Regions from separate parts of the Mus musculus genome. Here regions 2, 3, 4 and 5 are each linked to region 1. The links are chromatin contacts, called in public HiChIP or PLAC-seq and promoter capture Hi-C maps. All regions are on one chromosome and are shown on one strand. Each heading gives the region's core, a stretch centred on a gene start, on an enhancer-like site or on the middle of the called end of the contact. The rest is flanking DNA. Distances are from core to core; before and after follow the strand shown.

The links. Promoter capture Hi-C pulls out the DNA fragments that hold promoters and counts their contacts. HiChIP or PLAC-seq counts read pairs in DNA pulled down with a chosen protein or histone mark.
Region 2: an H3K27ac HiChIP or PLAC-seq map of embryonic stem cells shows a contact between it and region 1, with 2.1 times the contacts expected there. The contact joins the enhancer-like site here to the promoter of 4930479H17Rik in region 1. A contact is called at or near these places in 20 of 39 promoter capture datasets (the 3T3-L1 cell line, 3T3-L1-derived adipocytes, the HPC-7 cell line and 12 more) and 1 of 115 datasets of contacts at active chromatin or transcription factors (embryonic stem cells).
Region 3: a promoter capture Hi-C map of trophoblast stem cells shows a contact between it and region 1, with 4 times the contacts expected there. The contact joins the promoter of Etv2 here to the promoter of 4930479H17Rik in region 1. A contact is called at or near these places in 21 of 39 promoter capture datasets (the 3T3-L1 cell line, the C10 cell line, the HPC-7 cell line and 12 more), 1 of 484 Hi-C or Micro-C datasets (hematopoietic stem and progenitor cells), 1 of 115 datasets of contacts at active chromatin or transcription factors (embryonic stem cells) and 1 of 9 other capture datasets (pancreatic islet).
Region 4: a contact with region 1 is called in a promoter capture Hi-C map of embryonic stem cells. The contact joins the promoter of Pmis2 here to the promoter of 4930479H17Rik in region 1. A contact is called at or near these places in 19 of 39 promoter capture datasets (the 3T3-L1 cell line, 3T3-L1-derived adipocytes, the C10 cell line and 10 more), 1 of 484 Hi-C or Micro-C datasets (embryonic stem cells), 2 of 115 datasets of contacts at active chromatin or transcription factors (bone marrow-derived macrophages and embryonic stem cells) and 2 of 9 other capture datasets (adipose tissue and embryonic stem cells).
Region 5: a contact with region 1 is called in an HNF4G HiChIP or PLAC-seq map of pancreatic cancer cells. The contact joins the promoter of Zfp82 here to the promoter of 4930479H17Rik in region 1. A contact is called at or near these places in 1 of 39 promoter capture datasets (liver) and 1 of 115 datasets of contacts at active chromatin or transcription factors (pancreatic cancer cells).

Annotation. Positions count from the first base shown.
Region 1 is chr7:30,352,004-30,356,886 of GRCm38.p6, forward strand. 4930479H17Rik (a long non-coding RNA gene) reads right to left here and starts at 1,943. Exons shown (of 3, transcript XR_881936.2): 1 at 1,248-1,943. Lrfn3 (leucine rich repeat and fibronectin type III domain containing 3) reads right to left here. Exons shown (of 3, transcript NM_175478.2): 3 at 3,511-4,100. The coding sequence ends at 3,635. It overlaps Gm25259 (a small nuclear RNA gene), which reads right to left; the gene lies at 4,729-4,883.
Region 2 is chr7:30,841,954-30,847,016 of GRCm38.p6, forward strand. No RefSeq gene overlaps it. Among named protein-coding and RNA genes, the nearest start is that of Ffar3, 12 kb to the right of the region's middle. Within about 2 kb of position 3,013, at least 28 of the 459 cell types and tissues checked have an H3K27ac peak or open chromatin away from gene starts, as enhancers often do. A contact at or near this core is called in embryonic stem cells, where this site is marked.
Region 3 is chr7:30,632,738-30,638,216 of GRCm38.p6, forward strand. It overlaps Etv2 (ets variant 2), which reads right to left and starts at 3,115. Exons shown (of 6, transcript NM_007959.2): 1 at 3,024-3,115; 2 at 2,838-2,924; 3 at 2,571-2,630; 4 at 1,876-2,352; 5 at 1,252-1,364; 6 at 879-1,097. The coding sequence starts at 3,093. The coding sequence ends at 897.
Region 4 is chr7:30,669,631-30,674,759 of GRCm38.p6, forward strand. Pmis2 (PMIS2 transmembrane protein) reads right to left here and starts at 1,975. Exons shown (of 2, transcript NR_027849.1): 1 at 1,870-1,975; 2 at 1,092-1,550.
Region 5 is chr7:30,069,453-30,074,665 of GRCm38.p6, forward strand. Zfp82 (zinc finger protein 82) reads right to left here and starts at 3,371. Exons shown (of 7, transcript NM_177889.5): 1 at 3,329-3,371; 2 at 2,577-2,687; 3 at 533-696.

The DNA.
Region 1 (4,883 bases), core at 693-3,192:
TTGAGGAGTCCCCACACTCCACCTCATCAGGTTCTCCCACCTAGGAGCCCATGGGAAGGGCCGCAGAAGCTTGGCCTCAAGGAAGGCCTGCCAGAGGATCATGGGAATCTCCTGATGTTATGGGCTCACACCAGCTCCAGTCACCCCAAGAGCTGTGGCTAGGCAGTATGGTTCGAGGACAGTACAGAACCCAGACAGCAGTCACCAGGAGACAGTGCCTCAGCAGCCTAGGTTTGGTGGCCAGATTGCTTTGACTAGAGAGGCGATGGGCAGTAGACATCATATCCTGACCTCAGGGAGCGGGTGGCTTCGGCTGGGCAAGGCTATTTAACTTGAAATCCTAGATGCCGGCGGTGTTTGTTTGTGCACAGGGGTGCGGGGCAGTCTGGGTGTCTTGTGAAGTTCCAGGGGACTTTGCTATCACCACTATCATTCTCCATTCACATGCCTCCACACCTGTCGTAGGCTGGTACTGGGTGTGCATCTCCATTCTAGCCCCGTGTACTGGGCCTGGATCCACCTCAACAGCCTCAGCCTCTTTTGGCCTCTATCTGCTGGCTGCCTTGTACTTGGCTTGCCAAAGGTCACTTCTTCCTACAGACAAATCAGCTCTATGGGATGGATCCTGGGATTGGAGACCCGGGCCTCCCCCTCTTCCCCTACTTTCTACAACCTTCCTTCCCTCTCTTCTGGACCAGCTGCTAGTAGTTCACACTGTCCTCTTCGGGGTAGGAAAGGAGGAGCCTGCTGCTGTCATTGATGTCAGCTCAGGTCTAGCCTGGTCTAAGACAGCCTTCTGCCAGAACTGTTGCAGTGTCTTCCTCCTCAGTTTCCCCGTGCTTCCCCTTGGCCCTCCACACACACAAAATCTGCCATGGGAGCTTCCTTGAGATCCGGGAAGATCCTCATAGCCCGGGATCCTCCAGTGGCCAGGAGTGACGGTGCACGCCTGTGATCCTTGGGCTCAGGAGGCCCAGGCAGAAGGGTCATGAGTGAGGTCAGGAAACCTGAGCTAGACAATGAATCCAAACTGGGGCTAATGTTGTGAGAACCCCAACTCAAAGAAAACAAGACAGAAGGAACCTTCAGTGGTTTCTCATGTCAGTTAGAATGGAATCCTCCCTCCTCTGGTGAATTTACAGGGCTTTTACATCGCCCGCTTCCTGCCTGATATTATGACAATTCCCTTCCCTCACTCCATCTCACCTCTGGCTTCCCTCCCTCTCCCTTTTTCTCACAATGCATACCTTATCATATGCCGTTCCATGTCCACTGAACACTGTTCCCACTGCTTGCTAATTACCTCCAGCCTCGGCTTGGGACTTAACTCCTCAGCTGGAGTCAAATCCACCTCTGCTGCCTACACATCCCTATTTAACATTTGTGCGTGTCACAAATGCTGCCAGGGCAGGGCAGGGCAGGGCAGGGCAGGGCAGGGCAGGGCAGGGCAGGGCAGGGCAGGGCAGGGCAGGGCAGGGCAGGGCAGGACTTGTACCCGAATCTGCCCCATGACCTAGCACACAGTTCAAATTTTAACAACAGGTTTATGAACGGTGCACTCTGGCTCCCCCTTAAGGTGGGAGTGGGTATTTCCTAGGTGGCACTGAGCCAGCCTTCCCACTTGCTAACTCCCATGGCCCAAGGCTTATGCTGTGATTTGTTGATAGCCTCACATGATCTTAGCTACTCGAGAGTAACAAAATGACAAAGGACCTCGGGATGCTGCAGGACTGGGGAGCTGAGTGCCTCATCTCCATGGTTAATGGTGGGCATTTTGAAGGTCTCAAGTTCCACCATGAAAAATAGGTTCTGTCATCTCACCAGAACATTCTTTGTACCAAACCGAGAGAATTCCAGTTTACTCTTAGCCTGTCTTCACCCTGATCCTAACATCATCTTACCTCAGGTGACTGACAGGCCCTTCCCCGTCCCCCCCCCCTGCTCCGCCCCCCCCCTGCTGCCATCAGAGAAGCTACTTGCATGGGGGGGGTGCTATTCTTGCTGTTGACCCCATTCCTGCACCTCTAATGAGGCCTGGCCTTTTCCATGCCCAGTGTCTGATCCTATAAACTTCCAGGACACTTGTGTGAGGGGGCCCCGGGCAGTGACACAGTGGGGACCAGCTCAGGAAAGACATGAGGCCAAGTGCTCTGACTCACGCTGAACCAGGGCTCAGTCCCTGTCCACACTCATATCTGCTAGATTGGTTCAATGTGGCACTGACTCTCCACCCCCCAACCCCCCACTGTAACCTTTCCCCTAGCAAACACACCAGTCTCTTGGGACATTTTTCACCTTCACCTCCATGTGCAGCTGCCAAAAGCTTTCCGTTTCTACCTTAAAGACTGAAACCCCAGTAGATGGTTCAATCTTGCGACTGCTCCCAGATTCTTTTGGGTTTTTTTTGGGGGGGGGATGGGTCTCATGCTGAAGTGTCAGCTTTTGAACTACTGGTCTCCTGCCTCTGTCTCCTGAGGTGTGAGGATGATAGGGGTGGGATACTCTGTCTGCTAAGCCCTGCTTTCTATCCTTGGCTCCAACGTCTCCATCTCCCCTCCCCACTCGCCCTCCCCTGGTCCCTCATCTGCAGAGTCCCACCCTGACCACAGAGCATCTCTGCTGTGCCCCTGCTCCCTCGTCCTCAGCCAGGGCAGCCTGGAGGACTTTCCCCTGGCCAGAGCCCAGAGCATCACTCTAGATAAGCCCCTCCCTCATGGTCTCTGAGCACTGTGATCCATCTGCTCACTTTCCTGAATGGCTGTGTCATCCACTCTTCTCTTCCAATGTTTCCCTGGTTGAAGTTGGTCCTGACCCACCCTCACCCCTACATTGGCTTCCCACGGATTCCTTGCCTCTGGTTCACCTCCCTCAAGAAGCACTAGAAACCCACCCACAACCTCCCCCACTCGGCCCCCAGGCATGAAATCCTCCGTGGCTAGCCATCATGAGCACCTCACTCAGATGCTGGCCCCTCCCACCTCACCAGTACCGCAGCAACCCAATGCCTGGTAATACCCAGCCTTTGTTCATGTTATGCCCTCCACCTGGAGCCTTCCCTTCTGCTCTTTGCCCAATGCTCTCCTTCAGATATGCTACTTAGATTACATCCCTCCTCTTCCAGGAAGCCTTCCCTGAACTATACTTCAGGTTCCTCTTCGGTGGTGGGGGGGGCACACAACCCCCTGGGCATCCCTCAACTCTGTATTCTGGAGTATGGCTATCTCAAGACATGTTTCCCACTGGACTGAGGGCAAGGCAGCTTGGGTCAGAGTCCCCAGCACAAGCCACAGCACAGCTCGGTCCCTAGAACGTCCAGTGCTTATATGGATGACTATAGATGACTATCCTCAACTCCTCTGCAGAGACCCCAAGCTGAATGACAGGAAGTGCCTTCCTCAGGGGATGTTCCTCAACCCCCGCCCCCATACCCTCCGCAGCACCCCTCAGTCCCCACAGACAGACAAGGGCAAAGGAACAGCCCGAGCTTAGAAAAATAGGACTTTCTTGTTGTGCCCCGGTGCCCCCGACACCCTCCCCATCAGAGTTTTAAAAACCGTGAGCAATTTGGTGAGTCTGAGGCCAGGTCCCGAGGGGTGTCCCTGGGACCAGAGGAACCATAGAGGTGGGCCCTTGGCTAGGGTCCTGCAGGTTCGTGACTGGGCCCCCAGGGCTCACAGTCCAATTGGACCACAGTATGGGCCCTGGGTGCAGCAGGCTCAGGGGCAGGCGCACTGGGCACGGGCCCGAGCGCTCCGTTGGTCTGGGAGCAAACGCTGCTGACAGGTGCCGTAGCCTTGGCCTTGCCGGGCGGCTGGCCTCCGTGCACCTTGTAACGTAGAAGCAGCACGAAGATGAAGACCAGAACAGAAGCGACGATGACACCTCCCAGCGCTATGATCATGGTGCCGCCCAGGAAGGGTGCGTGCGGTGCAGCACAAGGCCGAAGTGCGGGCTCCGTGGAGAACCGAGCGCAGCCCACTGGCCGCGTGGCCGTTAGCCCGGTGGCGCTGTCCTCATAGACTGCGAGCACACATAGATCATAGGTACGGCCTGACGCCAGATCGGTCAGCAGGAAGGAGCGACTGTCCGCTGGGATCATCCTGAGGGAGGGTGATAGATGGGGTCAGGACTGTGGTCACCCAATACCCAAGATCTATCTGCCCTGTGCCTCCCTCCAGCTAAGTTCCCTGCAGTACAGCTGCCCCATTGCAACCCAGGTCCATCTAACCAGCACCCTGACTTATTTTGCTTAGCTAACACTTAGCATGACGGTCCAGTGGGCTAGCCAACTTCAGTCTCCCACCTAAGGTCCCAATTTTGAGCACCTGTGGATCCCACACCCTATTTCTCTGAAGCCTAAGATATTCCATTCCTCTTTCAGAGATTTATTCCCTAGGCCTGTTAAAGAGCCCCTAACATCCTTCAAGACCCTTTTTGGCACCTTGCCTCCCGCCCTGTTCAGCTAAGTCCTTAGCCTCACCAGCAAAGCTCTGCTTTATGCTAACCCTGTCTGATTCCTGCCCCCTGCCTCCCGGAGTCTTGCTATGTAGCCAAGGCTGGTTCATATCTTGTGAAGGTCCCGCCTCAGCCTCCAGAGTGCTGGAAATAGAACCGTTTTAACACTACACCTGACCAATGGCCCCCTCCCTCTATCCTCCAGCCATCTTTTTGCTAGACTATCTCCCTGTGACTCCTATTTTGCTTTTTATATTTGCTTTCTGCCCTTGAGGTGGGGGCACCATTCCTGGACTACTGCAACACCAAATCAAGGAGTATCTTGGACACAGCAAGCTGCTGCTCCATCTCCCAGCTCCCCAAAAAATCCATTTAATATATTGTCCTCGGACAGAGGACATATCAGATACTAACCTGGTAGGAGCAGA
Region 2 (5,063 bases), core at 1,763-4,262, 490 kb after region 1:
CAAGGCAGGCTCTGAGTGTGCCAGCCAAGGAGGTGGCCTGTGACCCCAGAAGTGTCTTTCAGAGGCTAACTCAGCCTAGGCCATTGCCATTTTCCAACCTTTATTTTATTTTCTTTTTTTTTTATGTGTATGGGTATTTTGCCTACATGTATGTTATCCCACGTGCATGTAGTGCTCATGGTAACCAGAAAATGGAGTCAAGTTCCCTGGAACTGGAGTTACAGAAGGCTGTGAGCCACCACGTGGTTGCTGGGAACTGAACCTGAGTTCTCAGCAACAGCAACAAGAGTTCTTAATCACTGAACCATCTCTCCAGTCCCCACTTCCCTTTTTTGTAATGCTCAGTTTGTTTGTAGGGAAAAAAAAAGTGATAACTGCTAAAAGGGGGTTACCAAACCACACAGTTATTACATGGTCATGTCATAGTCTTAGCGGGAAATGAGGGAGGGGGCGGGGAGCTGCGTTGCTTGCAATATAGTAATAGTTCTAAGGTTTTACTTGGTTTGGGAATGGACTATGGATTTAAAACTTGGGTTTTCTAGTGTGTCTCAGTCAGGCAACACTCTGCAAAAGCAATGGTGAGGCCTGGCTCAGATGCCCTGAGGCCTGCTGTTAGGGCTCTGATGTGAAAGGTAGCTCTGGTCCTGCCAGCCAGTAGCTTCACTAGATACTGATGGAGATACTGCATGCCCAAGAGGCAAATTACAGCAGAACTCAATTCTTCTAGAGCAATTGCTCTTGAAAAACCTCCTCCCTTCTTCCCAATAAATCTTTTATACCATGGAGTTTCAGCTTGTTTGTTTCGTGGGGAAAGAAATTTGACTCAAGATTTTATGCACGCTAAGCAGACCCTCCACCACTGAGCCATGCCCCTCCCCTCCCCCTCACTGGGGGATTCTTCCTCTCTGTTGCCTGGGAAGGAGGTGCTGCCATGCTCAGTGATGTAACCCTTATTTCAGCTAACCTCCCAGACCCCTGTGTTTTCAAGCAACTTTCTTTCTCTCTCTCTGCCTCACTGTCTAGTCTAACTTGGTCAGTGTTTCTGTTGCTATGGTAAACACTCTGACCTGAAGCATCTTATTAGGGGAGGACAAGTTTGTTTCAGCTTGTAGATCACAGTCCATCACTGAGGCAAATCAGGACAGTGAAGGAAGGCTGGCTCACTCACAGGCTCAGCCACCTCCTTAAGAAGACAGCCCTAAGATGTCACTGGACCTGATGCCTCTAGTCTCTGTGAGCACTGTACCTATGAACACAACCCCCATTTCCCATAATTAAAAATACATCTTAAAAAACAAAAAACAAAAAAAAAAAAACCAAAAAATCTGAGCCCGGCAGTGGTGGTGCATGTCTTTAATCCCAGCACTTGGGAGGCAGAGGCAGGCAGATTTCTGAGTTTGAGGCCAGCCTGGTCTACAGAGTGAGTTCCAGGGCAGCCTGGGCTACACAGAGAAAAACCAAAACCAACCAATCAATCAAACAAACAAAAACCTGTTTAAAACTCTGACGACTAATAATAATAATAATAATAATAATAATAATAATAATAGTAATAGTAATAATAATAATAACCAAGCATGAGTTCACACCTGTCACCCCAGCATTTAAGATGTAGCGACAGGAGGATCAGATTCAAGGCAATCTTTGGCACAGGGTATGGCTGGCACACACTGCCCTCTACTCTGACCTGTCCAGCCCAGGAGCCAGGCGTCCCCTCCCTCAGAGGCTCTTTCCTATGTAATCTAAACATTTTGGTCTCTCCCAGTTTTTTCTCTCTCCCTATGTGCACAGGCTCACTCTTTCTTTCTCTTTCCCTCCCCTGTGCCTTCCTCCCCAAGGTGACTTCCCTGGCCTTGTTCCTTAGGATCAATGAACCCACCTGAGAGTGACCCCCCCCCATCCCCATAAACCTGTCTTTATATACTCTAATCTGACCTGAGCTGGCTCATTTCACCTGCAGAGACTAATTTATTAGAGACTGTGTCTAAAACAAACAAACAAACATACATACGTCGCAGTATGGTGCTGCATGCCTTTGATCTCATTACTGGGGAGACAGAGGTTCTCAGATCTCTGATTTCAAGGCCAGCCTGTACTAAAAAATGAGATTATAGAGAGAGAGGGAGAGGGAGAGGGAGAGAGAGCGCACGAACTGTTAAACTGTTAGACCTGAGGGGAAAAAACTATTTCCATGACTGTCTGGTTAAAACAAGCTGTATTAAGAACTGGCCAGCCGGCTGCCTCTCCCCAAGTAGAAGTTTCAGAGGGCAGCCCCTCACTGGCTTTTGAGGTCTCTTTATGGTTAAGGGTTAGGGATGATAGAAACCATCTGTTGAGGTAATTGGACAGAAGAGTGGGGGACCCAGAGCTCAAGGCTCCCTGTGGGGCGGGTAAGTGTAGGAAATGCATGGAGTGAAAGGGAGGCAACAATGTATCTAGGAAGACATATTCTCGTAAGATAAAAGGGTAGTCAAATATGCCAGGTTAAGCAAGGTAAGGGGTAGACGTACATCCTGGGGTCACAAGTTCAGCATAGGTTGAGAAATGTGGTTTGCAGGATTCACCAGGCTGAGGAAACAGAAACTCATTCTTATAAGGCGTGGAAACTTAGTAACAAAGTAGGACAACGAGGCTCCTGGTTTGGTTTCCCAAAAGCCAAAAGCAACTCAGGGAACAACAACAAACTCCAATAGTATGAGATGTATGGAAAGAAGAAAGGCCCAGGGAACGCTGGGCTTCCAGAGTTTCAGGAAAACTATCAGCCTAGGCAGGGGATCATCAGCACACTGAAAGATCCCAGTCTTCCCACACAGACGATCTTCACCAAACCCTTGCAAGTCAAATAAGGAAAGGCAATTACAGGAGGAATTGCAAATGACTCCCATACATTATGCAAATGCTTCCTCCTGGGGCTAATATTAGCTGCAAATCAGACCCAGGCCTCCCGTGAAAGCCAGTAGCTCTCTACCACCCTGCTATAACCCAGCTCCCCACCTCTGTCTTTCTCTGGGAGATTAGAATTAGAATAATGAAGAGTAATGGATTTATGGGTCGGCTTGTCTGGGCTATCATGCCTGGCTGTATCCCTGGCGTTTCCATGAGGATATTTTAGAATAAGATTTACACTTAAGAGGTGGTGTGTTGCAGTGTCTCTCATGCAGTCAGTTAAAGGCCTAAAGAAGACAAAAGGCTGGCCTCCTCCAAGGACTTCACCAACAGAAGGCATTGCGCTGTCACCTGCAACTCCAGCTCTTTCTGGTTTGCCCCTGATAACCTTTGCACGCATGCCAGGGAGCATGTGTAAATGCTCCTGGTTCTCTAGAGAGTCCTGACACTGGCAGTTACTTTTAAGTATCAAGTTTAAAAGCTGCTTACTATACAAGATTTTCTCTTGTCAGCAGGGTTGCAGGGGCTTCTCAAACCATGTGGAAAGGGAGGGGCTGATTCTGCCGCAGAAAGATCAATATTTTAAATTCATGCAGCATTTCTAGTTGGAGAATATGGGGGTCTCAAACCTGGGACAAGTGGCTGAGGTGTCTGGTTAGCATATAAAAGTTGACCTGAGCCGGGCGTGGTGACGCTCGCCTTTAATCCCAGCGCTCGGGAGGCAGAGGCAGGTGGATTTCTGAGTTCAAGGCCAGCCTGGTCCAAAAGTGAGTGCCAGGACAGCCAGGGCTATACAGAGAAACCCTGTCTTGAAAAAACAAAACAAAACAAAACAAAACAAAAAAAAAAAGTTGACCTGGCCGCCAGGTTCTCCCAGCATCCCCTGGTCAGTCCCTACCTCTTATAGGGTGTGGCTGACTACACTGGCCCCACCTAAACTTCTCCAGCCCAGGGACTGGGCTACCCTTCCCTTTTCTGGTATAATCCAGCCATTTTGGTTATCTGCCCTTTTTGGTCTACCTTTTACCCTCCTGGTCTCTTGGCTCCACTCTCTTACCTCCTTTTCTCACCTGGCAAAGGGTCATATCCACTCTGGACTCTCTCAGATGCCCCTGCCTCTGGCTACACTCTCCCTCATATCCACAATAAACTTTCTCCTCTACCACACCTAGGAGCAGGCATGTTCTTCCTTTTTTATTTTATTTTATTTTATTTTATTTTATTTTATTTTATTTTGATTTATTTATTTATTTATTTATTTGGTTTTTCGAGACAGGATTTTTCTGTGTAGCCCTGTTCTTCCTTTTTTATTTTATTTTATTTTATTTATTTATTTATTTGGTTTTTCGAGACAGGATTTTTCTGTGTAGCCCTGGCTGTCCTGGAACTCACTTTGTAGACCAGGCTGGCCTCGAACTCAGAAATCCACCTGCCTCTGCCTCCCGAGTGCTGGGATTAAAGGTGTGCGCCTTATTTTATTTATTTTATTTTTTTTATTACGTATTTTCTTCAATTACATTTCCAATGTTATCCCAAAAGTCCCCCATACCCTCCCCCCCCCAATGTTCTTCCTTTTTCATCTCTTCGTTTTTTTCATTCAAAGAGATGGCTCAGAGGTTAAAAGGATCTTAGATTGTCCTCTGATCTCTATGTGTACACACACACACACACACACACACACACACACACACGCACAGAGAGAGAGAGAGAGTACCTGTGTACTACATTGTGAGGCTGTGTCTCGAAACAGTAAAACTAGCAATGGTCCTGGTAGCAAGGGAGGGCCATGGTGGTAAAGAAAGCACCTCTGGGATTGGCAGCTGTAAGCTTCCTCATTCAGTGAGAAGAGTCACAACACACAAATGAGTACACAGAAGTAAATCCCAGTCACAATGCAAGGTGAGATCACATCAAAGAGAAGGGACATTTGAGGTTGGGCAAGGAAGACAACACTACCTCTCCACAGAGGGTCACTCAGGGGTCAAACTGCCAGACCCAAAGCATTGTGGAGACTGTGTGCTTATCATTTGCAGGAAATACAAATGCTGTGTGTTTTCTCTCTTATCTGGAGATCTTAAAAGGGGAGAGATAAGACAGAAAACACTCTGTGTATAGGTTTGAATATGGGGGGGGGGACCAATTCCTTTGTACAATTAGCATATCCTTAAGAAACTAAA
Region 3 (5,479 bases), core at 1,865-4,364, 280 kb after region 1:
ACCATCTCTGCCACAGATTCACTTTCTATGCTCTTAATATATTTAACATAAAACTTCAGGGATTAAACTCTTAGATAAATTTCAGAGGATAAACTATTGTCAGTTTTGGGGCTGGAGAGATGGCTTAGCACTTAAGAGCACTGGACCTCTTCCAGTGGTCCTGAGTTCAATTCCCTGCAACCACAATGGTGGCTCACAACCATCTGTAATGGGATCTGATGCCCTCTACTGGTGTGTCTGAAAAGAGGGATGACAGTGACTGTGTAGTCACATGTATAAAATATACAAATCTTTAAAGAAGTCCAATTTCTTTAAAAAGTTCCTACTGGCACACAATAAACCCTACAGACTACTTACCTCAAACTAACCAAGGTGAGAGGTGCAGAAGATGCAGAGAGAGCAAAGGCAGTGGGAAGTGGTGGGACCTAGATTCCTAAGGCAAGGAAGGGCTGGGGAAAACTGGCAGGGAGGGAGCAAGGGCTTTGTAGTTTACAGGTTCCTATTGGAAGGGGGCGGGTCTGGTCCTCCCTCCTGGGTCCTCTTAGAACTAAGGACTAGTTTGTAGTTCTGGTAGGTCTGGAGCCCCTAATTTTACGATTCTCTTGCCTCAGTCTCCTGAATGCTGTGAAATTAGTGACCTGCATCATCACTCATAGTGAAATGGCCTTGATGGTCGTCTTGAAACTAAGGACTAAGGAGCTATGACGTTCAGTCTAGGGACCACGGGAGGGAAACACTCGATCAAAAACAGACAGGGGTCCGGATACCTCAATATGGCTGGAGCATGAAATGTCGGGGTGCACATTTAGGCTCCCTTGACAGGTCGAGTAGGTATCAGTGAAAAAGAAACAGACACCAGACACGCAGGTTCGACAGGGTTGTTTTTGTTTTTTGTTTTATTGGCCTTCTGCACCTGGCAGATGCCCCATATCATCCTGATAGGCGAGGACAGGCACACGTCCCCCGAAGCGGTATGTGTACTTGCGCCCACCACTCTTGAGCACGATGTCGCGGCGGTAATAATAACGTAGACCTCGACTCAGTTTCTCATAATTCATTCCCGGCTTCCTCTTGCGCTCGCCCCACAGCCGGGCCACCTAGGAAACAATCTTGAGGTTAGAGGGACCAGGGTCTTAGCTGCTATGGGCGGGGCGGGTCTCAGTCCTGATGGGCGTGGGGGGTTGTGAGTGGGTGGAGGCGGGGCTGGGAACTAGGTAAGTTGGGCTTGCCCAGCAAGGGGAGCTGTCTCACCTCTTTGGGGTCGCACAGCTGGAACTCGCGGCTATTGCCCGTCCAGCGGATGCAGCTGCTGCGAGCCCCGTCGTGGAGCAGCTCCAGGAGGAATTGCCACAGCTGAATGGGACCTGACAGAGAGAGAGAGAGAGAGAGAGAGAGAGAGAGAGAGAGGTGAACGCCAGGCTTCTCAGACCCAAAACACTGCGACGAACCTAAGAGTCGGGGAGCCTTCACTTTGAAGGCCAAAAGGTTCAGGTTCTCGCGATTTAGGACCCAGGAGTCCAGCTCTGTTCCTCATCGGGAGTCTGTGAGTTTGGATCCCTCCATAGTAGAGACCCAAGAACCAGTTTCAGGAACTCCTGACAGCTTGAGCCACATTAGCCTCCCCACCTCGAAGACCCAGGAGTCCGAATGCTCTTCTTTCCTCTCACATAACCTAGGGGCCTTTTAAAATGTTGGTCCCTAGAAAGTCAGTTCCGTCCTCTCACCCGTTCCCTCTTCTGATACAAAACCCCTGTCCTCTAGTTGCCTGTTTCCCGGATCCCTCCTCCTTTAGTTACCCAGACCCCTCCCCCAAGGTATCCAGGCCCAGTCCTAATCCGTTTTGCTTTACCTCTTCTGCAGTTTGCAGCCTCTTACCTCGGTGGTTAGTTTTGGAGTAGCGAGTCAATGTGGCTCTATCAGACTGCTTGTTCGATTTGGAGGGCGTGGTGAATGCTGGACTCTGGTGCCCCTCGAAAGGGATGCTGCAGTCCTGCAGCCCAGTATTCCACGTGGTGGTGTAGTCCGAACCGGCAGACCCGCCCCATGACATTTTATAGTCCTCATGCGCTTCCCCGCCCAGGCCATTGTCCCAGTAGGTGGCGCCACTGGGGCCCACAGAACAGTCCCAGCTGGTAGTGCTCCAGGCAGCTGGAGGGTGCGACCACGAGGGGACCCCTCCTGCCGAGGTGGCAGGATTCTGGCCGGTCGCCCCTTCAAAGCCGACGAAGGGGGAGGGGCTCGTGCCAGGAGGGGCAGGGCCTGGCGTCTGTGAAGCACAGCTCCACGGGTCCGAGGTGTTGCATCCCAGGTCTGTCCAGTCTCGCGACCACGGAAGGGGGTGAGCAACGGGCTCTGCGAGGAAGACAGACCTTAAACAAGGGAAGCCCAGGAGTCCTGGTCTCCCGCACCCTTGGGAATTTTAGGGGAGTTTTGGCGCCTCATATGGCCTTGAAAATGTAGCTGTCCCCAGTCTTAGTTCTGGTCCTCTTGTATACTAGGGGGTCTGAACTCAGCTCTAGTGTGTCAGGACCCTAGTTCCTCTCTTTCCATCTCCATTTTCTACCACTCACCCGCCTGGAAAGGTACGTCTTCGTGAGGTAAAGCGGGGTTCCAGTCCAGCTCTGGGAACCCTATGTTGGACAAGAGAGCTGAGTTTAGGAAAGATGTGGGCAATGACTTAGGGACCTCAGCCATCCACTCACACCTCCTTCAATTTCGATTCCAAACATGTTACTTCCTTCCCGCTCAGCACCCTCGCTCCTTCTAAAAAGCCCAGGATCTCCCATTCCTCCCCCTCCCTCCCCCCCAGCACACAGGGGTTCAAGCCCAGCAACCACCTTTCCAGCAGCCTTCTACGTTCATTGGTGTGATCGGTGTGTCCTCTTGTAGAGCCACTTCAGGGAAATAGAAACCAAATTCCGCTCCTTCTGCAGGCAACAAGGATGTTAAGTCCCGGCTAGGTGTCAAGGGGCCCGCATCCTTGGAGCCTTGCATACACTTTGTCCCAAGCCACAGCAGCTTACCCAGTCCTGTCAGCTTGTCCCCAGGAGGCACTTCCTGCAGTGACGCCTCATCCCAGTTCCACAGGTCCATGGATGCTTGTTCTGACGGTTCTGGTTGAGAAAGGAAAGTTCTAAGGGTAATGGACAAGATGGTGACATTTAGGGACCCAAGAATCTGCAACCCTTGTTTCCCTCAGACCCAGAGTAGACGTCTGCAACCTCCTTCCCCAGGAAAAGGAATATTGGTTTCCAGTTCCTTCACCCTCTCTTAGACGCTTAAATCCAGGTTCCCTGCATCTTGGTGTTCCCCTGTCCTTCCTAGTTCAGACACCCAGGCATTCAGTCCCCAGTTCGTGGCTCACCTCTGGCAGGTTCCTTCTCTCCTAGCCAGGGGGGTTTCAGCCCCATTTCATACCATGCACCCTTCCCGGGGGGCCTGATAGGGGAGGGGGAATTTTCCGAGACGTCAGAGCTGGGGGTCGCAGCCTGGGTCAAGTTGCAGGGATGGGGGCGTGGTCAAGCTGCACCCCCTGCTTTAGGGATGCGCACGGGTCCCTGGAACGGTCCCTTTTCGGGGACGAATTGGGCTTGGAAAAGAACTTGGGGAGCAGGGGCAGGGCAGGAATGGGGGTGCTGAGGTCTAAGGGGTGCTTACGGGGTAGTGGGGATGGGGTGAGGGGCTTGGACAGGTTCCCCATCTTGAGGATTTGGTGGTGTGACATGAAAAGTGGTGGGGGAGGAGGGTCTGGGGTCAGCTGGGCAGCTCTGGGCTTATCTGCAACAGGAAGAGGGATTTCCGGCCAGATGCCCCCTTTCCCTAGCATCAGCCTACGTCACAATCGGCAGGGTGACAGACAGCCAGATCAGGGTGGGGTGGAGGAGAATCCAACCCCGAATCCCTTACCAGGCACAGGGAGGGTGTCCTGGAGCTACTACCGAATAATGGCAACCATAATCAAAATAACATCGTTATGGACGATAATAATAGTAACCACTGACGTTAAATGAGGGTCTTCTGGGTCCGAGAAGTCGTGACAACGGGCCTTCATTTAATCTTCATAAGGGGGGAATTTATGGAGGGGGAAATTGAGGCATGTTTTCTCCCATTTCTTTTTCTGTCTGGGCTTTCTGGGCTATAGCAGTCCCGAACCATTGGAGAATTTCGAGTATGAACTGAATGTGAGTTATTGCATGAAATAATTTTATGTGTGCAGTGATAGGTTAGAAAATGGAGTCATTTAGAAATGAAGAGTTTTGTTTGAAGCTTACTTCAACTGATTCAGAAAAGAATCACATGCATAATGTGCAAAAGTATGCAAACAATATTTGGGATATAGCGACACCAAAAAGTATTTGCTTGTTAAACTAAAACTTAGTAACTAGGCATCCTGTTATTTTGGTTCTTTGTTTTGTTTTAATTTGCTAAGTCTTGTCGAACCTTGGCTTCAGTAACTTGGCCTCAGACAATGCTGTGTTCATTTTTTCTAAGTACTTGCTTAGTAAATATTAATAAGTAAATATTAATATGAAAATATATTTGAGGCCATTTTAATACTAAAAATTTACTTACTGGCTGGACAGTGCTAGCATACACCTTTAATCCCAGTAACTGGGAGGCAGAGGTAGGTGGATCTCTGAGTTAGAGGTCAGCACAGAGTGAGTTCCAGGACAACCAGGGCTATAAAGAGGAACCCTGTCTCAAACAAAACAAAACAAAACAAAACAAAAACCCAGAATCACACCAATCCAACAAAAAATACTTACTATAAATGAGTACGTACTCAATATTAAAAGCATTTTTATTTCCAGACATGGTAGTGTATGCCTTTAACTCCGGCACTAAGTAGGCAGAGGAAGGCAGATCTCTGGGATTTCAATGCCAGTCTGGTGTACATAGTAAGTTCCAGGCTAGCAGGGCTTACAAAGTGAGACCCTATTTAAAGGTAATAAATACAAGTATTTTTCTTTTATTTGTTCTGGCAAGTGCTCTACCATTTAGCTATACCACTACCCTTAACTTTACTATTGTTGTTGTGTGTGTGCGAGGATGTGCATGTCGAAGTCAGAAAACAACTTTGTGCAGGCCGTTCTCTCTTTCTACCTTCACATGGGGATTGAACTCAGGTCGTCAGACTTGTGTGGAAAGCACCTTTAGCCGTGGAGCCCGCTTTCTCTCTCTCTCTCTCTCTCTCTCTCTCTCCCTCTCTCTCTCTCTCTCTCTCTCTCTCTCTCTCTCTCTCTTTCTCTCTCTTTCCCTTTTTTCAGAACAGGGTCTCACTATGTTGCCCCAGCTGGCCTCAAACTCACAGACATTTGCTTCCATCTGCCTCCTGAGTGCTAGGATTAAAGGCATGTGCCACCTTGCCTAATATTGGTTTGTAGTGTGGGTGTGTGTGTGTGTGTGTGTGTGTGTGTGTGTGTGTGTGTGTGTACATTGTTAGAGGCTCTTAGCCTCTTCTCCCACCACATAGATCCTA
Region 4 (5,129 bases), core at 725-3,224, 320 kb after region 1:
CCTGGGATACAGACAGGCCACAATCCCTGGCTTTTACATGGGTTTGCTGATCCAAACTTATACTTGTGCAGCCAGAGGGTTCAAGGCCTGGCTGTCTCTGCTAGGTAGTGCCACCTCTACTGATTCTCGTTTGCTATCCAGACTCTACTGAACTGGACTGCTAGTGTATCTGTGAAGTGTTTGCAAGTGGATGGAGCTGCTGCTGCCGACCTGTGAACTGAACTGCCAAACACAGAAGGGAGTTGCTCCAAAGAACCTTTTTTTTTTTTTTTTAAGATTTATTTATTTCATGTATGTGAGTACACTATTGCTGTACAGATGGTTGCGAGCCTTCATGTTGAAGGGAATTGAATTTTTAGGACCTCTGCTCACTCTGGTCAACCCCGCTCTCTCAGTCCATGCTTGCTCCGGCCCAAAGATTTCTTTATTATACTTAAGTACACTGCAGTTGATTTCAGATGCACCACAAGAGGGCGTCAGATCTCATTATGGGTGGTTGTGAGCCACCATGTGGTTGCTGGGATTTGAACTCAGGACCTTCAGAAGAGCAGTCAGTGCTCTTAACCGCTGAGCCATCTTGCTAGCCCAAGATAGGGTTTTTCTATTACACAGCCCTGGCAGTCCTGAAACTCACTATCTCTGGCTGGTCTAAAACTCATAAATCCATCCTGCCTCTGCCTCCTGAGTGCTGAGATTAAAGTCATGTGACAGCACACGTGGCCAAGGTTTCTGGTTTTTTGCTTTTTGTTTTTTTCCTGCTCTGAGACACCAAAAGCCCAGCACCTCAGCTTGAGAGGGAAGTCATGTAGAGTAAACACACATTCAGATTCCTAAACACACTCCCATCTTATTATGAATTATTATGTATACTTTACAACAAAAACAGGTTCAGGAAATCAAAGACGTGCAATTTTAAAAAATATGTGTGTGTGTTTGTAAGTGTCTCTGCTTCCCAAATTCTGGGATTATAAATGTGTGCCACAGAGCCTGGCACCATTATTGCAGTCTGACTTTCACAGGGTCTAAGCCAACATAGCTCCAGTGAAACTATTATTGATCCAGAGAAACATCTACACCCAGACACAGGCAAAGCCGGGATATTCCCTTCAATTTTATTGGGCTCAGAAATGTGATTTTTTTTTTTTTCATGAAAGAGCAGCTCAGTGGCTTATGCAGATTTAGAACTTGAGATGTGGACTTCCAAGATGCTTTTAGACAGCCGTGGAAGACAAATGAGAATGAACTGGTGGAGTGTAGTCAGGTGGCCTGCCTGGGGCCGTTTTTTGGATGTTGAGTTTTTTGGTTGGTGGGTTTCTTGGCAAGGGCATTTCTGAAGCTCTGAGTTTCTTCTTGATGGCTGGTCAAAGTCTAAGTGAGCATGTCTGTTGGGGGAGGAGCCCGTAGATGCTGATGTGTAGCTTTCATAGGACTAGGACAAGTATATAAATGATGCCTACAAAGGCTACTATGGCCAACATATTAAACCACATAGTTCGAGATGAGTTCCGGTAGGCGTCTTCCCAGTTGCTGCATTTATTGGCTTCGTTGGTCTGTAAGGGTAGGAGCATGAGTATGGGTTTCTGAGACAAGAAGCTCTTGGAAGGAGGGTTGGAGCCCTATAGCCACTGTGGGAAGAGCCCGACCCAAGACCTAGGACACAAACAGTTGCAGGTGGCAAGCAGAGGATAGGATGAGCAGTGGAGGCGGGCGGGGGGTGGGGCGGGGATACTTTTACCTGGATGCTGAAGTATATGGCTAATATCCCAAAGGGTAGGAAAAGAATCATCGCCAAGAGAGCCAGCATGACATAATTCCGAGCGTAAAATTTCAGTTCATCTGGAGTCTGTGGACGGTCTAGTGGCTTCCTACCTGGGGCTCCTTGTTCGTCTGTATCCATGATCTTTTCACTCAATGACAGATCCTGGTGTCTTGAAAATAGAGACCCAGATCCACCGAACTTCCCCGGGCCCTACCCAGAATCCTAAGAGCTGCGCAGTCAAAGGACATTCTTCACAATGGCTGTAAGGACATCTCCAGTCCTGATTGGCTACTCTCAAGAGGTGGGCGTGGTCGCGCTGTTTTTAGACAGTTGGTGCCAAGGAAGTGTGGTGCTGTGACAACTTTGTTCTTGTACCCTCACAGGGATTGATTGTGGGAAAGTCTGCCTCTTGCCTCTTTCTTCTGCCGAGTACCAAGGGATAGGAGAAGGAAGGCCTCAGAAGAGTAGGTAGATAAACCTGTGAGAAAGCTAGATTTAGCCAGGCATTGTGGCGACCATCTTTAATCACAGCACTTGAGAGACTGAGGCAGATCTCCCAATCTCTGTAAATGCAGTGCCAACTTGGTCTACACAGCCAGTTCTGGGACTACATAGTGATGCCCTGTCTCAAAATAATGCCTGCCAGGTCTCAATAGCAAAATCTTACCTGTAGAAAGAAAGATAAGTGGTAGATAGATAGATAGATAGATAGATAGATAGATAGATAGATAGATAGATAGATAGACAGATAGATAGATTGATAGATAGATAGAACCGAGTGAGCTGTGGCCACTTATAATCCCAGCATTTGAGAAAGGATTTCATATAGCCCAGGCTGGCCTGGAATTCACTTGACAGCCAAGAATGAGTTTGATCTCTTGACCCTCTCTTTTCTGCCTTCTGAAGTATAAGGATTGCAGACATACTCCCTATATATCTGGAAGAAAAATTGTATGTATGTATGTATGTATATATGTATGTATGTATGTAAGAACTGCCTTAAAGTGGAATGCCACTTAAATGTAGATATAGCTCAATGGTTTTAGTCCCCCAGAACTGTTTATAAAAATACAAATGGCATAGGAAGTCATCAGGGTGTACTCTTCAGATTGCCCCAGGTTCCTGCTGCCTCACTGCTACGCACACTCCAGTGAAGTTTGCTTGGCAGGCCGAGAAGCCTGGGAGCACTCATGAGGCAAAGAGTTTCAAGGAAACTCACCTCCTGGAACTTTGGCGTTCTCATAATCCGTATATTCATACCCTATCCCCGCGTTAGTGTGGTGTATGGATCCACGTGCTCTCTTTTACTATTGTCTTATTATAAGTGCCTTTAAAGATTGAATTCTGACATAGCTAAGCCTTCGCCAGTGTTCCAATGTCCCAGAAAGACCTTAAAGCCGACAAACTGGGAATTCAGTAGGAATCCAGTGAGGTTACCTATTCAGTAACATTCAGATTTACTTCTAGTAGAGACAGTGAAACTAATTAGGCATTACAAAGAACCTAGCCATAATAGCTCAGGGCTGGTCTGCAGAGTGTTTACTTGAGGCAGTAGCCAGTCTCACCCAAACACAATGGCCTAGCTAATCCGTGGGTTTACCATGTAAAAGTTAGGGAATCCCACTGAGACAGGGATCTTCACTACAGCCAGGTATAGCAGGCTACAATGCATATTAGAAGTAAGTTGGTGAATTCTTCTGACAAATGGAGATTCTCCACAGATACTTAAAAGTTACACTCATACAGGAATTTATCAGGGCCTAGGAAATGGGGGGGGGGGGTTGTGGTATTGCATTGTTCATGAGAAGGTCTGCTAGAGCAGAACCCCCTGGTGCTAGCTTTCACAAGGCTCAAAGAGGTAGCAATAATTGTGACTAGGGTGTGAAATCTTTACCTGTCACTAAGCTGACCCTAGGCAGGACTGCTTTATCTTTACTGTGAACATTTACCTGGTTCCTGTAAGTCCTTTTGAAGTCATTCCTTTGTTTTGTGTCAGGCAACTTCAATGTACTTTGCCTGCTGTGACTTTCTACCCCCTTTATTTTCTGTATTATATAAGACTGGTACTCACTTTGTGACAATACATTCAGATTCTACACAATCTCCTGTGTGCATCTGTCTGTCATTCGCCGACTCCTTGCCCATCTGCACCCAGAGACCCGTTCAACGCAGACAAGGGGCCCAAGAGGGTCTGCGGCACCTCACGAATATACTTCTTGCTAGTTATTCAGTCAGTTACTGAAACTATGAAGGAACTCTGCAGATGCCATTGAGATTGCCAGTCAGAGCCGGGTGGTGGTGGTGGTGCACACCTTTAATCCCAGCACTTGGGAGGCAGAGGCAGGCAGATTTCTGAGTTCCAGGCCAGTCTGGTCTACAGAGTGAGTTCCAGGACAGCCAGGGCTACATAGAGAAACCCTGTCTTTGGGGGGGGGGGGGATCACCAGTTAGTTGACCTTGTGTTGGAAAGAATATGGTTGTGAGGCTAAAATAATAAAGTGAGTTCTTAAAGGACCTTGGTCTTATTGACCAAAGAGACTTGTGGACTGGATGCAAAAGAAAGCTGCTTGTTTAGGACTTGAAGCTATAAGGAGTTACATAGTAAGGGATACAAACCTTTAGCTAGCCATCAGGAACAGCAGGCTTCTGAAATCAGCCATGACCATATTCATTTGGAAGACGGCCTGAATGTTGAATGAGAATTTAGCAGAGGGAACACCTTATTTTAACCATAGGAGATCCTGACCGGAAAGCTGGCACATAGACCTGCAAGTCGGTAAGTAAGCTTATGGAGATTGTTGTGCTCTGGTGGAAAATGAATCATATTTTTCAAGCAACGTGGTAATTAGCGATTCATGTGATAACCATCAGTGGACACTCATATAATACCACTGGGGTTCAGCTGAGTAGGGCACACGTGTACACACATGTACACACATGCATGCAGAGGCTCATCTTTTTCAGGCAAGCACTCTAGCACTGAGCTATATCTGTAGCCCTTTATTTTTTCTTTTTTTATTAGATATTTTCTTTCTTTACATTTCAAATGTTATCCCCTTTCCTAGTTCCCCCTCTAAAAATCCCCTATCCCCTTCCCCCTGCTCTCCAACCCACCCACTTCCATCTGTAGTCCTTTAAACAAGCATTTTTAATTTTTGAGATGGGTTCTCACTATGTAGCCCTGGGTGGCCTGAAACTTGCTATGTAGACCCAGCTGGCCTGCCTCTATCTCTTGAGTGTTGGGATTAAAGATTTGGGCCATCATGGATCGCTTAAAAGATTTAGTGTGTGTGTCTGTCTGTGTGTGTGTGTGTGTGTGTGTGTGTGTGTGTTTGTGAAGGTGTCCACAAAAGCCAGAAGGGGGCATTGG
Region 5 (5,213 bases), core at 2,121-4,620, 280 kb before region 1:
CATCAAAGTATGCTGACAGGGCTGGAGGGGTGGCTCGGCTAGTAAAGATACTTCCTCGCAAGACTGATGACCTGGGTTCATCCCTAGAGCCCACATGGAAGAAGAGAATGAGTCCCACAAATTGTACATGCAATCTGTGGGAGGGACACATTAACAAACACACACCTATAAATAAATACCTACATATACATACATACATACATGCACACACACACACAAGCAAGCAGGCAAGGGGGTACACTGAAAGACATTGTCCATAACAGAAAAAAACTTGTAAAAAACAGATATCCTTCAATAGGAAAGAGACTAAGTAATACAGCATCAACAGGGATCCCATCACAGATGGTGTGAGCCACCGTTGCAGGGAATTGAACTCAGGACCTCTGGAAGAGCAGTCAGTGGGCTTAACCATTGAGTCATCTCTCCAGCTCGTGACACATATCTTTAAGTGTCAAGATAGAACTGTGTTTGCTTCATACTGCTAAGTTACAAATTCAGGTAACTACACGTTGGACTGTCACTCGGTACTTACCTGTATTATTGCGTGTATATGAATGTGGTGTGTGGCTACACAGATGCCACAGCACACATGTGGAAATAGGAGGAAAACTCGCAGGAGTCGCTGGATCAAACTCAAGCTCTCAGGCTGGACAGCAAGCTCCTCCACCCACTGAGCCATTTACCTGGCCATCATTCCTTAACAAAAACAAGCAAACCAAAAATAAAACCTGGGAATGAGGACTAAAGAAATGGCTCAACAGTTAAGAGTATATATGGCAGCCAGGAGGTGGTGGCATACACCTCTAAGCCAGCACTCAGGAGGCAGGGGCAGATGGATCTCTGAGATAGAATTATAGAGCAGGATAGTCTGGTCTACAAAGTGAATTCCAGGACAGCCAGGGCTACACAGAGAAACTGTATCAAAAAAATAAAACAAGGGGGCTGGAGAGATGGCTCAGCTGTTAAGAGCACTTACTGCTCTTCCAGAGGTCCTGGGTTCAATTCCCAGTAAGTACATGAGGGCTCACAAACATCTGTAACGGGATCTGATACCCTTTTCTGGTGTGTCTGAACACAGCAACTGTTCTTACATACATAAAATAAATAAATCTTTAAAAAAATAACAAAACAAACAAAAACGAGTGTATAGTGCTCTTATAGAGGATCCCAGTTCAATTCCCAGCACCTATCTGAAAGTGGCTCATAACTACGCTAAACTTCAGTCCAGGAGGATCCCATCCCTGCCTCTGGTCTCTGGGCACCAGAACTTACATGTACATACATGTAAGTAAATAAATGATAAAAGATGTACAGAGAATCCTTTATAAAAATAGGAAGGGAGGGGGGTGGCTCACGATCTGCAAAGCAATCTCATGCCGTCTTCTGGCACATAGGTGTATAGTCAGACAGAGCATTCACATACATTAAATAAATATTCTTTTAAAGATTTATTTATTATATATACAGTGTTCCACCTGAATGTATGCCTGCAGGCTAGAAGAGTGCACCACATCTCACTGTAGATGTCTTCAGACACACCAGAAGAGGATGTCGGATCCCATTACAGATGGTTGTAAGCCACCATGTGGGTGCTGGGAATTGAACTCAGGACCTCTGGGAGAGCAGCCAGTGCTCTTAAGCACTGAGCCATCTCTCCAGCCCAATAAATAAATCTAAAAGGAAAGGAAAGGATGTGGGACACTAGGAGGAAGAGAGGATTCAGGGAAATAGTGAGAGAATAAAAGGTGGCACAGAGAGAGGCTCTGAGAGAGACACTGGGAGAGACATTAAAGAAGAAGCAGGTCGACACTGAGGAAAGGTAAACTAACCAATTAGTAGACATAGAATAGTTTGAATGGGTTAAATAAACTACAAGCTAGTCTTGAAGCAAGGCATTTAATAATACATAATTAGTCCCAGAGTTGTCATTTTGGGAGCAGAGGCTGGAAGGATAAACGGATTTTTTTTAAAGACTTTTTTATGTATGTGAGTGCACTATAGCTGTCTTCAGACACACCAGAAGAAGGCATTAGATCCCATTACAGATGGTTGTGAGCCACCATGTGGTGGCTGGGAATTGAACTCAGGACCTCTGGAAGAGTGTTCTTAACCGCTGAGCCATCTTTCCAGCCCCCCCCTTTTTTTTTTTACAAAAATAAATCTTAAAAATAAATGTACATCACAATTAAGTAGATACCCATACACACCACTCCCTTGGTGTTGGAATCACCCCTAATCACCACATTAACAAACAGCTGCTGTTTACTAAGCATTTGGTATTTATGAATATCAGCAACTGTTCTAAGAGCTCTACAGCATAGTATTAAAAATAAAACCCAGCTATAAAAATAAAGCCCGATCTCCTTGGAGGGAGGGTTGTCGTCCTGTCCCCCCCCCCCAAAAAAAAAAACACTGAAAAGCGGATACGTATGTACGTACAGGCACTGGGTGGTGTAAGGAGTCAGGCTCTGTTTCTAAGAACCAGACATTTAAAAATAACAAATGTTCTGATCCACTAAAAAATTAAAGTGCCTTTCACAGATCCAAGAGGTAAGATTGACCCCCCCTGACCTTACCTTTTAAACAGGCAACAGCGATTTATCCCTCCCCTTCCTGTGAGCACTTAAAGGCAGGCTGGAGTAGGAGCGAATGTTAACGTCCAAACTTTTCTCGGAGCCTTGTCCAGCCTAGTTAAATCAAAGCACAAGACACAACCAATCGGTCACCACCACCCATCACTCACACCCGGGAGCGAGTTCAGCTGTCCTGCCCTGGTACCTAAGAAAGGCCAGGGCGGCAGATGGCCAGGAAGTTTACAATAGCTCCCTAGGTGGATCGCACACAGCCTGTCCAGCGAGTGACTGTATCTGAGCACGTGTGGCGTGTTGGGGGTAACCCCAGGGAACCAGCCAAGGGTGTGTGTGTTGGGGATCGGGGACCATCTTTCAGACCCCTCTCAAGACCCGGAGCTCTTTGCTTTGTTTACTGGGAGTCTTGTGTGTTGCTCAGGTGAATGGCTGGGGAACCATTCCTCTTTGGGACTGATGTGGCTACACCGCAGCCGAGCCTGGGGCCAGAATCACACACACCAGGACCTCGGCAACCTCGCTCACACAACCGCTCTGCACCCCATTCACTCGCACAAATGCCATCACGCCGTGGCTTCCGGGCCGCACTCAGTCGCGGTGGCTGCCACCCCGACGCCCTGCCACGCCCAGCAGGCACAGCTCGCCACTGTGGTCCCCACGCAGCAAGCCGAGGCGCGGACCCAGTATGAGGGGCGCGGGGCCTCCCTGTCCCCGCCCTTACCCCCTGCTCCCTGCAGCACCTTCACTAAGTTCACGGAACTGGGACCCAGGCTCGGCTCAGTTGCCCCGCCCCACGCGCTGAGGTGACAGTGGCTGCATCTCCAGACCCCCGAGAGCCTACAGGGCGTTGCGCGGGGACTGCTGGGAGGGACAGCCGCACGCACCGCGTGCGCATGCGCCACACTCACTGTGTGCTCCGTTTGGGACCAGGACAGGGAGAGGAGCAGAACCTCAACTCTGATTAAGTATTTGAGGAAAATCGGATTTTCGTTTGGAGATTTGTGCATTTGATATAGTCATGTTTGTTGTGGAGGTGACTGCAAATGACTACGTCTTAGAATAAGATTTTAAAGGACATTCCTATCATGTAGTTTGCTTTTACCCAGGTTCTTAAGATTTTCTTCTTTCTTAACCAGGATTTTTTTTTTTTTTTTGGAGAGACAGGGTTTCTCTGTGTAGTCCTGGTTGTCCTGGAACTCACTCAGTAGACGAGGCTGGCCTTGAACTCAGAAATCCTCCTGCCTCTGCCTTCCAAATGCTGGGATTAAAGTGCTGGATCATCAACTTAAATACCTTTCGTTCCTATATTTTTAAATTGCCAGAAAATAAATAATAAAATGGTTGAGCTGGTATGTGCCTATATTCTTATCACTTTGAAGGCAGAAGAATCACTCAAAAGTTTGAGGCCAGCCTGAGTTACATAGTGAGTTCCAAGCCAGCCAGGGCTATATAAGACCTGGTCTCAAGTATATAAAGTAAACGTGATGGTTAAATTTCTGATTAATTGATCATCTATAATTATATTCTCTAATGCTACAGCTTGTGGAAAGTTAAGCCTTTCAGTAAATAGGGATAACAATGAATACTAAGCAGTGACTAACGAAGGCACAGCCCTACCCTGATAAAACAATGAGTCAGGTGGTAGAATCACTCCCACATGGAACATGCTATATAGCACATAAACATGATTAATTAAAAAAAAAAAAAAAAAAAACTCGGGGGCTGGTGAGATGGCTCAGTGGGTAAGAGCACCCGACTGCTCTTCCGAAGGTCCGAAGTTCAAATCCCAGCAACCACATGGTGGCTCACAACCATCTGTAATGATCGACTCCCTCTTCTGGAGTGTCTGAAGACAGCTCAGTGTACTTATATACAATAAAAATAAATAAATCTTTAAAATAAATAGATAAATAAATAATTCTTAAAAAAAAAAAAAAACTGATCTCAGGCAGAACTTGCCATCTCATGAAATAAACTACTGATTATGATTACTCTTGGGGAAAATAAGGTCAAAAGGTGTTGTTGTCTTATTTATGTTTAAATCTTCCATGAGAAAACACACCTGTTTTATTTCTAGTTTTAAAATTAATAACTTTCAAGCCAGAGAGATGGCGCAGTGGAGTTTGCTGTGCATTCTCTGGGAACCACATGGGAGAAGGAGAGAACCAATTTCCCCTGTGACCTCTACACCAGGGATGCTGTACAAACTAAAACTTAAAATAATCAAATGTGGCCGGGCATGGTGGCGCACACCTTTAATCCCAGCACGTGGGAGGCAGAGGCAGGCCGATTTCTGAGTTCGAGGCCAGCCTTGTCTACAAAGTGAGTTCCAGGACAGCCAGGGCTATACAGAGAAACCCTGTCTCGAAACAAACAAACAAACAAACAACAAAACAAACAAAGAAATCAAATGTGGAGCTGGACATGGCAGCACATACCTTTAATCTCAGCACTCACGCTGGGAGGAGAGGCAGAGGGATCTCTCTTGTGTATGAGGCCAGCCTGGTCTACATGATGAGTTCCAAGATAACTGAGGTAATGTAGAGAGACCCTGTCCCTCCAAAAATCAAATAAATAGATAGATACATACATACAGATGGGGCTTAGGAGATGGCTCACTGGTTA